Linked DNA regions of Anas platyrhynchos: region 2 is linked to region 1. The links are chromatin contacts, called in public Hi-C maps. All regions are on one chromosome and are shown on one strand. Each heading gives the region's core, a stretch centred on a gene start, on an enhancer-like site or on the middle of the called end of the contact. The rest is flanking DNA. Distances are from core to core; before and after follow the strand shown.

What was found. Hi-C and Micro-C count contacts between places; a contact is called where the count stands out from the background.
Region 2: a contact with region 1 is called in a Hi-C map of small yellow follicle, with 2.6 times the contacts expected there. The contact joins the enhancer-like site here to the promoter of LOC140002234 in region 1. A contact is called at or near these places in 2 of 8 Hi-C or Micro-C datasets (skeletal muscle and small yellow follicle).

The regions. Positions count from the first base shown.
Region 1 is chr3:93,281,805-93,286,889 of IASCAAS_PekinDuck_T2T, forward strand. It overlaps LOC140002234, which reads right to left and starts at 2,677. Exons shown (of 2, transcript XM_072036314.1): 1 at 2,543-2,677. The coding sequence starts at 2,581.
Region 2 is chr3:93,347,632-93,352,716 of IASCAAS_PekinDuck_T2T, forward strand. All of the region lies in intron 1 of LGSN (lengsin, lens protein with glutamine synthetase domain), which reads left to right. Among named protein-coding and RNA genes, the nearest start is that of LGSN, 26 kb to the left of the region's middle. Within about 2 kb of position 2,305, at least 3 of the 8 cell types and tissues checked have an H3K27ac peak or open chromatin away from gene starts, as enhancers often do.

The sequences.
Region 1 (5,085 bases), core at 1,427-3,926:
TTGTTCTAAACTTGCTACTTGTCAAAAAGCTACTGAAAAACTGGGGGGCAAGTGTCCAGACTCTTACTACTCAAGGCCTAAGTGGTAACAAAGGCACAAAGAAGTGGGAGGGAAAGGGGTACTAACTACAGAGCCATTACGTAAGGTGATGGCACACCTTCATTAGGTATTGTTGACAAGATTCACCTTCCATCTACAGGGTACGCGAACACCTGTGTTATGATATCCACGGTGACAGGGCTACCCATTTTGGCCCAGAGAGAGCAACTCACAGCCTAAGAAAATACACTCCGATAGCGCAAACAAGAAATGCCAAGGGTTTATCACAAATTTGTTACAACATGCTCCACAAAGGACATTTCTTGTGGTTAAAGCATGCAGTTCAGGGGAAGAAAAGATTATCTCAAAACTTCCTGTATAGCAAGTCAATGCAACTTCAACAGATGATGAAACAGAGGCCTTGTGACTATATTCCCAGTTCTCCTGCTTGCACCACGAAAGAACATGAAAAAAGCCTTAATTCCCTACTGGGGAAAGCAAGACGTGACAATCCAATTCCACCCCTTTTCTAATGCATCGTCTGAGTTTCTGAAAGTGAGGAAGGACAGACTCAGAAACTACTTAACACTTCTGTTGCTTAAACAGCAAACTACTCAATTCCTGTCATTCTACTCAAAACATACTCCATTATGTTTTAAGCATATAAAGGCAAATACAGTTACTGCTGTATTTTAAGTGTAATACAAATCCCCCAAAAGAAGCTGCACCTGTGAGAGAAGCTGTAAGAAGTTAGGGATCTACTTGTAACAGTTACCTTATTTATTGATCTTATAGACTGAGTTTTATCTTCAAATATAAGGTATCTACAACTAGCTGAGAATTCAGTAATACACTGATCAGGGAGTTCTGGTTAATCTTTAAGAGACGTGATCACTTACAGTCAGCCTACACACTGGGATAGATCCAGCATTATTACGTGGCATGTCTTTGTCATAACAGAAAGGTTTCACAAGATAGGATTTATTAGATAAGGACAAGTTTTATTTATTTACTGCCATACTGACACGTTTAGTTTCACTAAGACAATGATAACCTTCTCCCTCAGCCCTCGCTACAGCTGTCACTCATTTTTCTTCCTCATTCTCACATTTCCTCCCTGCATTCTTTCACATTTTTCCCCTGAAACAATGCCGCTCCTGTACAACAATTTCAAAGCGCGCTGCCGTTCCGTCGGTATAATAACGAGAGCTGACATTTGAGTGCCATCTCCACGCTGTTTTTCTTTTTGTTTTTTGATCTGACAGTTTAATGAAGTTACGAGGAGACAGCGTTCGTACTTCTGAGTCACTGCTTCGGCGACTCCGCAGACACAGGTAGACATATTGGGAAGTTGTCTCCGGCAGCAGCGAGGCGCAGCAGGATCGCCGAGCCCTTGCGCCAGGGTCAGCTCAGAGGATTCGCTGTGCCGGCAGCTACGAGCCGCACGCAAGTGCCCGTGCTCCTGCTGCTCCCAGCTGACAGCAGCCGGATTTTGACCGCGTTTTGCTTGCTTGCGGAGGGCGCACCGCCACCTGCCAGCTCTGTGGCGTTGCTGCTTTAACACACAGCGTGCTCTGCGGTCACGGAAGTTAAGCAAGGGAGAGATTACGAGGGGAGGGGAAGAGAACACCACAAAGAAAGGGCTCAACGACAGGCTCCGGCCAAATTCACGGCTTTTATTACGCTCGGCAGCTCGTACCCGCGGAGCGGCAGGCTGCTACGGCGGCACCCAGCCTCAACCTGCCTTCAGCCGCCTCCTCCGCAGTCCCTCTCCCCTCAGCCCGCTCCCGGCCTCGTTTGGGGCAGGCTCCGCGCCCCGGCAGCCGCCGCCCGGCGCAGACAAAGCGCGGCCGCCCCGCCGCCCTCCCGGCCTCCCTCATGGCCGCCCCCCCTCATGGCGGCCGCGCACGTGCCCCGCCGCCATGGCTCCCCCCCGGCCGCCCCCCCCTCGCCCACGCGGCCGGACAGGCCGGGGCTTGTCCCAGCGCCCCGCGGGCCCGGGGCCGCGCCGAGCGCCGCCGGGGGGCCGCCGCCTCCTCCTCCTCCTGCTGCTGCTGCTGCCGGGTCGGAGCCGCGCTTCTTCCCCCCGGCTCCCGCCGCGGAGCCATCTTGTCCCCCGCAGCCGCCGCCCGGCCCCGGCCTCCCCCCGGCAGGGGGCTCCCGGCCTGCCACAACGCCGGGGCGCTGCGGTGCCCGCACCGGGGGGGAGCCGCCGCCACCGCCGCCACCGCCGCCGCCAGACGGTGATGCGGAGCGGCGGACAGGTCAACCCATCCCCTGGCGGCGCGGCGAGGGCGAGCCCAGCCCGGCTGCCCCGCGACCAGAACAAAGGAGACAACATGGAGGAGACGGAAGGGGCCGGGGAAAGGGGGGGAGAGGGGAAGAGAGGAGAGGGAGAGGCGCCGAGCCCCGCACGCCCGGGGGGGGGGGCGAGGGTCCGCGGGCAGGGTGCGGGGAAGGGAAGCGGGGGGGGGGCGTCGCGTCGCGTCGCGGCGGCACTCACAGGAATATGGTTACTCATTGAAGACTGTAGCCTGATCATACAGCCGGGGTGCGGGCGCCACCGCCGGGGGCAGGAGGAGCAGAAGCAGGAGGACGCGGAGGCGCTGGAGGCCGCGGAGCTGCCGGAGGGGGTTCGGCGGCGGAGCGGGGCTGGGGCATACAGCTGCGGCGGGCGGCGGCTCTGCGGGCTGGCGCGGCGCGGACGCGGCGGCTCAAGGGGGGAGCCTGGGCGCCGCCTCCTGCACTAGCGCCGCGGGGCCCGCCCCTCGCCGGCGCCCGGCCGCGACGGGCGTGGCGCCCGCCCAATCCGAGGCGCCGCCGGCGCGGAGGGGGCGGGAGCGGAGCCGCCCGCGGGGCGGGGCTGCCGCGGGGCGGGGGCGGGAGGGCGCCGAGAGGCGGAGGCAGCCGGCGGGAACCGGTTGCTGAGGGAGGTGGCGGGAGGGGGGCGGGGGCAGGGCCCGGAGCGGTCGCGCCTCGCCCACAGGGGCGGGGAGCGCCGCCCCCGGCCGCTGCGGAGGGGAGCGGAGCGGAGCGGAGGGTGCCCGGGGGGGGCACCGGGGGGATGTTGGCGGCGAGTCCGGAGCGGAGGCCCCCGGCCGGGCACCGTCAGCCCGGGAACAGCTCGTGTGGGGCAGCTCCGCCTGAAGGGAGCTGCGTGAGGCAGCGCTGCCGCAGCCGGCTCGCTGAGCCTTTCTCCTGCGTGGCGCGTTACTGCGGGTCAGCAGTGTCCCGTCCTGACAGACCCGTGTCTCGGCTAAGAAATAAACGGCTAATTCTAAGTCTCGCCTGTTTTATATTAAATTGCACAAGGGCACGGCGCCTCCCTGGAGGTGCTCAGGACCAGGCTGGATGAGGCCCCGAGCAGCCCTGTCATGATCCTCGATGATCTGCGAGGTCCCTTCCAACCCAAACCATGCCATGATTCAGTTTTGCCTAAATTTTCTATTTTTGTATAACCTCCACGGCATATTCACAGGCTTTGTTTCTTTTTTTTTTTTTTTTTTGATAACTTGCATATAAAAGGTGTTACTCAGAAGACGCCTGTATCACATCACCTTTCACTCCACCTGCCTCCAGACTACACACGCATCAACTAATTTCTGTCCAGGAGTCACGTCTCTGCTGAGGTTACAAATTCAGCCTTTCTGGGCTATAAATACATCTGGCCTGTGTTTATTTAGTTTTGCGTTTTCTATTTACTGACTGACTCAGGGCGCGTGTCTGGTGAACTTGTCGCTGCTCCATATAAAGCTTCTTGTAAATGTGCTTGGAATACTATGAAGTAATAAGATGATCCCAAGGTTAATGGCTGCTTGGAATACTGTTTATTTGTTGGCGGTTACGATGTTAGGAAGGTTTCAGTGGAAAAAGAGAAAATGCAGACAGACCTTCCCTCTCTCATCAGTAGAGCCTGAGGAATTTGCTTTGGACAGAGTTCTGAGACAGATTAAACAGCTCTCTACCTGCTTTAATGTGTGCTGTTTTTTTCCTCCAACAATGCAAGCTTTTGTTTACTGTTTCATTGCACATTAAACTGATCACGATTTTAGGATCAAATTACTTTCTGATGCAACATCCTTTCAGTACTGCAGCACAGTAGTGTACACTGGAAGTAAGGGTCACTGGCAGCTTCTTTGAAATTGTATTCCCTCGGAGGAAAGGATTTAGCTCAGAATGCTTTTAGTCTAAAACTACATTTTTTGAGGAAATAATGCCAGTGTCATTTAAGCTATTTATATTAATTTGTTTTACGATATTCCCTACCTCGACCCCTTTGTCATGGTCAAATATGTCCTACTAATCACTACGTAAGATACAGTCCCTGTGTTTTACAGTCTGAGATGTCAAGACATACATGGAGTATTAGAAGAGAGATAATAAGCTGCTATTTCATACAACACAGAACAAAGATATTTGCAGAAGAAATAAACGTGGATTGTTACAAAGTGTAAGGCAGCGTACTGATGAAACAAAGTGAGCTGAGGAGGCAGAAAGTAACAGATAGAAAGAGACAAGAACTCCTGAAGATAAGGAAAAATAAATGCCTGTAAAGAGAAACCTGTGGGAGAATTCAGAAGAGACCAGGATGAACAGTTTGAGAGACAAAGATGCAATCACCACAGTTGTGATATTAGGAAGACTAATATAACTTTTATGATAAGAGGTTATGATGGGGGACAGTTGGACAACTTTGACAACCTTCCCGTACTTTTCAAAAATCCATTATATTGTTTTTTAACCAAAGGGACCACAACAAGAAGTAGTCTTCAACATGCAGTCACTGTGGCTGTGCATCACTTTGCTCACGTGAACCTCAGGAAGCTGAACAAGGCAGAGTGCAAGATGCCGCACCTGGGTCGGGGCAATCCCTGGTATCAGTACGGACTGGGGATGAATGGAGTGCAGCCAAGTGGAGATGGACTTAGAGATAGTGGTGGATGACAAATTAGACATGAGATTTGTGTGCTTTCAGCTGAGAAGGCCAACCGCATCCTGGGCAGCCTTAAAAAAAAATCAAGGGCAACAGGTCAAGGGACCTCCACT
Region 2 (5,085 bases), core at 1,055-3,554, 65 kb after region 1:
GTCTACTGCAATGTCATATATAATTCTATGAGTTTGGAGGCAAAAAGGAGAACATTCTTTGGAAGAAGAATGGTAAGACATCATTTATGCTCTAGTATTATGGTAGATAGCAAATAGTAACTAACAGATGTTTTGTTGCTTTTTCAAAGATGAAAAGTGCTAAATAAATGCTAAAAAGTGGTGTTCTTATGAATAAATCTCAAAGAACAAAAATCCTGTCTTCATACAAGAGTTAATTTTCATAATAATAAAAATGAGAGGCAGAATAAAAAAAAATCCCTGGTAGCAACACCATAAAAAGAGAATGCTTTTCCCAAAAAACGTTTCCACAAAGCAACAGGGGTTCTCTGAAAGAGCTGTATTCTGTGAACAGTAGAAAATTTAATTCAGATAAACAAAAGCAATTAGTAATTGTTATTTCTTGAGCAGATTATTTTTAGGTAATTTTTCTGTGTGATGGATTCCATGTCCTCTACACTAATACAACAAGATAGGACAGGCAATCTGAATCAAGCCAGATCTGATAAAACTCCTGTTTTTTAGTAAAGTCATTTCATTAGTGTGAAAGGCTTTTGAAAAGGAGGAGTCCCATAGGAATGCACAGTATTGCCTTTTAAATTTTGATATCACAGCTATTTATTAGCTTCAGGCACAGGACGTCTGGTGCAAGCCATAACAAAGTCTCAGGGCTGTACAGTGACAATCTGTTCTCCGAAAGATTCATAAAAGAATTTAATACAAAAGCTCATCAGCCAAAAGTTTGTATAATATTAAAACTTTATAAATCTCAAATATTTCCCATGTTTCATGGTAGCGTGGCATCTCCTTGACTGATTAAATAGGTTCACAGGTTAATGACCTCTAGAAAAGTTTCATATTTTTTCATCACATTCCTGGGATATTTGGTTTCTTTTATGTTCACACTTTAGCCTCAGTTACAAGACTGAAAAGAGAAGTCAAAATGAAGAACATCTGCCTGAAGGCAGCCTAGCCCAAACTCCAGGTGAACCTGGAAAAACAGGCTGAAGATGTGGAGAAACTGGAGTAGAAGTGGCCATGAGTCACTTAGTTGAATAAAGAGCAAATCTGACATCCAGATCACGTTAGCTCACAATAGATTAAACCAGAATGAATAACCTCCTTCAGAACAATACAAAAAGCTTTCAGGTCTGGTCAGTGGTGGTTGGAAAAAGATGCTTTTAAACAGGCATTAAGCAGAAACAGCAATATCAAAGCTTCTTAAATTACCAAGAAGAAAATGTAACATTTTGTTTTCAATCTTTGGACCCACTGACTGACCTGGACAAAAACACAGTGTTCTTTGAGTGGTTCATCAATACCTCTAGAACTTCATTATAACTACAAACAAAAGAGCTGAAGTAGGTTAAGTAAACAAAACTAGAAACAGTTTCTTCCCTTCAATTTCAAATGCAAGTTGAAGTACATTGAGGAAAGAATTTTGTTTAATTTGTTCTCTGCTGTCCTACCATTGCGTGGTAACATTTTCAAACAGTGCTAGCTACCACTTGGAAGCAGAGTAACTACGAGAGCTGACTTTCTTCCCTGAAAGAAAATATTGACTTTTTGGTGAAAAAATGAATGCAAGAAGTCTGAACCTGACCTCATAAATTTTCAACTCCAAACTTTTATGTTTATATATATGTATATATATATATAAATTTGGAATGCTACCTTGTGAGAATTGCAGATCAATTACTTGTCTTTTTTTTTTTTCTTTCAAGATTTTCAGAGAGAATGTGACATCTCCCATGATGTATGATTACATTTCAACATTTAGTAGAAACATTTTTCTTCTAGAAACAAGCCAACCAAACAATGAAACTTTTCACAAGGCAGCGTGTGTGGGTTTGAAGCTTGTGGTGGATGAAAAACAAAGACTACATCAGCCACTTGCAAAGCTGGGGTAAAAGACACTCTGAATTCACCTTACTTTGATGTTATCATTCCATTTAAACTTACATATGAAAAAAGCTATGCCAAAAAATATAAATTAGAATGCAGGTCAAGCATCTGAAAACTAGGAATCACTATATCTACAGTTGCTTCTGAAATCTTAATTTAGCTACCAAGGGAATCCAGTTTCTTCATTAAAAATAAGAGGCAAAAAGAGGAAGAATAGGATGTGATTACATAATTAAAGACTGCATTGAAATGTAATTGCACAAGGGAACAGAATTAAAGTTGCCAGGAAGTAATTTATCTGATGTTTCTTAACTCCTAGTGTCTGACCTAAGTTCCTAGCTTGCATTCCCCGCCGTATGGTCACACACCAGCTGTGTGCCTGTGTTAAGGTATTGTTGTGCCAAGCTAACATGTTTAAGCACTCACTTGTTTTCTTTAACTTGAGCAGGGTAAAAGAACTCAAGTGACTGAGAGAGCAACAGCTAAAGTGACTCTCCAACATCTGGATTGAAGCTGTCCAGAATCTTTTTTGCCAGAAGCACAAGCAGAGCCTGCACAGGGGTTGCAGCACCTAAAAAAGTAAATGTCAACAAATACCTTGCAACCTGGGTAATATTCTTTTTGCATATTAATTTTTGAGTCAATTGCTTAGCTCTCTGTTATACAAGATGACTGGAACAACAACTGCTACATGACACTGTAAGAATCTCCATTATCAGATTTTGAGCTCTCAGTTATTTTTTAAATAACTGATGTCAAAACTCATCAGAGCTGACTTTTGCGCAATACGAGCCTGTTTTATTTGTGGGAGTCCGTATGCTAGTGCTTAGATGCCTTCATGTAGAAGAGTTACAAACACCGTGGTTCACCTGTGGAGTGATTTTGTATTCCACATGGGACTTCTTGACTGAGGATGAGTAGTTATGGCCACCTTTGTAAGCATGGGTGAAGGGATCTTGTCCATTTCAGCATGTTTTAAATTTCTACTTTTCAGTCAGAGCTAGAGGTCTTGAGCTCACTGTGTGGTTATGCTAGGAACTGTGGGGTTGTTCAGGTGCTGAAGGTGGGCTGTTCTCTGGGAGAAGTATGATTTACTTCTCATTCTTAAGCATTAAAATTTCCCCCAGCCTGTAGGATGTCACTCAGCTCCCTTTCACCAGTATTCAGTGACAACTCCTACCTTAGAATATTTATGTTTATTTTTTTTTCAGTGGGCTGCCAAAAAGTTCTGAGAAATAAAATTGAGAGAAAGTGGTTCTTAAAGCAGCAGTAGATGAACAAAATCTAATAAAATGCAGGCACAGCTCCTTTGTGGGCTCTGTGTTCCTGCTGCCTCCATTCCCAAATATCAAAGATTTGGTGGAAAATAAGGTATGATAAGAATTTATTGAAGAACAATATGCAATACTGTTTTGTAAGAGTAGTGGAGCCACAACCAGCTCCATGTGATAGTAACTGATTTTTGAAACAATCACAAGAAGGTTACTGCAATAACTAAATATAAGAATAGGGAGACCTTGAAAACTACAGTTATTTCTGCAAAATTATTTTAAAGATGCTCTGGTGCAATTGTGCAAAGAACTCTTCAACTCTCTGTGTGGACGCTGAGTCATTCTGATGTCAAATGCCTGAAGCCTGCCGGAAATTGCAGGTTTGTTGTTGCTGAGTCACAGTGGCATGTACATCTTGTTAACATTAGCTGGCACACAGGATATACATCTCTCACTTTCCACATGTCTCTTTGTCTCTCACAGGTTGGGAGGGCTGTGGTCTGCATTGGAGATGTCAGAGAGAGAATAATGCTAGGAATATCTTCAGACCGTGTTTATTTCTTTTTCATTTTTCAAGCCCCTAATTAAAACGGCATGCCAAGTTGAGGAGAAATGAATGTTATATAGGATGGGTCATTAATGACTTTTTAATGTATTCCCGTATTTGTATTAAAAAAAACCTTCCCCTGCTGCAGTAATGGAAAGTAAAAAAGCAGGTCAGAACTCTGTTACATGTGGTGTTAGCAGCACCACTTATTATGCACCACTGAAGGCACCATTGAAGAAAGCTACCATTCCCATTATGCAATAGTGTTTTTAGTTGTTTCCACCTTTTCTGAAATGCTGAGTTTAAGCCAAAACTTTTCCTACCCTGCCTGTGCCCCTGGCTGAGTTCCATAATATTTCAGCCAAATCGTTCAGCCCCTTCAACAAATGAACCCAGGAACAAAGTGCCATTTTGCTCATGTTAATACTTTGAGGCCTTTGAAACACTCCAGCACCACCCTGTTTTGAAGCGGGGATTTTGTTTAGCAGAGGAATAGCACTCATGTCAAGAATAAGCCTTCCACTTTATGAAAAACCTCCCCCACCTTTTTTTTTTTTTTTTTTTTTTTTTTTTTTTCCAAAGGCTTACTAGTTATGTCAATTGCAATTCATACAGATTCAGGAAAGTTGTGAGAAAGCTGGTATTTTAGGCTTCTTATAGTTGCCTTAGCTGACCAGATATGGTATGTGTGCTTTCCCTACAGAGTCAGTGTTCTTCAGTCAATGACTTTGGGGGAACTCAAAAAATAGTCACAGAATGGTTGATGTTGGACCTCTGGAGGCCCTCTGGTCCAACACCCATGCTCAAGCAGGGACACCTATGGCAGGTTGCCCAGTACAGTCCAGGGCTCATACATGGTGTCATTGGTGCTCGTTTTGCCCTTTTCTTCCCTGGAACCGACAAGGAGGCGATGTTCACACTCCATAGCTCCCCCAGTAGGTATCTTCTTGAATCTGAAGATCCTGGGGCAGTGTGTGGTGAGGTACTCCTGGAACATGGATTTTCATGAAATCGAACCTGTCTAGCGTTGGGAGCAGCTGTCCCTCTCAAGCAGAAGTTTCTTCTCTCTCTCCTGTATCTCAGGAGGTGAACGGTCACAGCAAACACTCATCACACTAATGAGGTGCTTAAACACCTGTTCTACTCTTTGTGTTAATTCTGTTTCTGGCAGCAGTACAACCACTGTCTCATTATAACAAGGTCAGGTTCCTTTTAGCTGTTTTTGCAGTGACTTTTACCTTGGACTCCTACACTTAGTGCCCTGTCCTTACACTCAACTAGATCAACCTGCCACATGAATCCCAGGAAAAAAAAAATCTTCTAAATTACACTTCTAAATAGTAG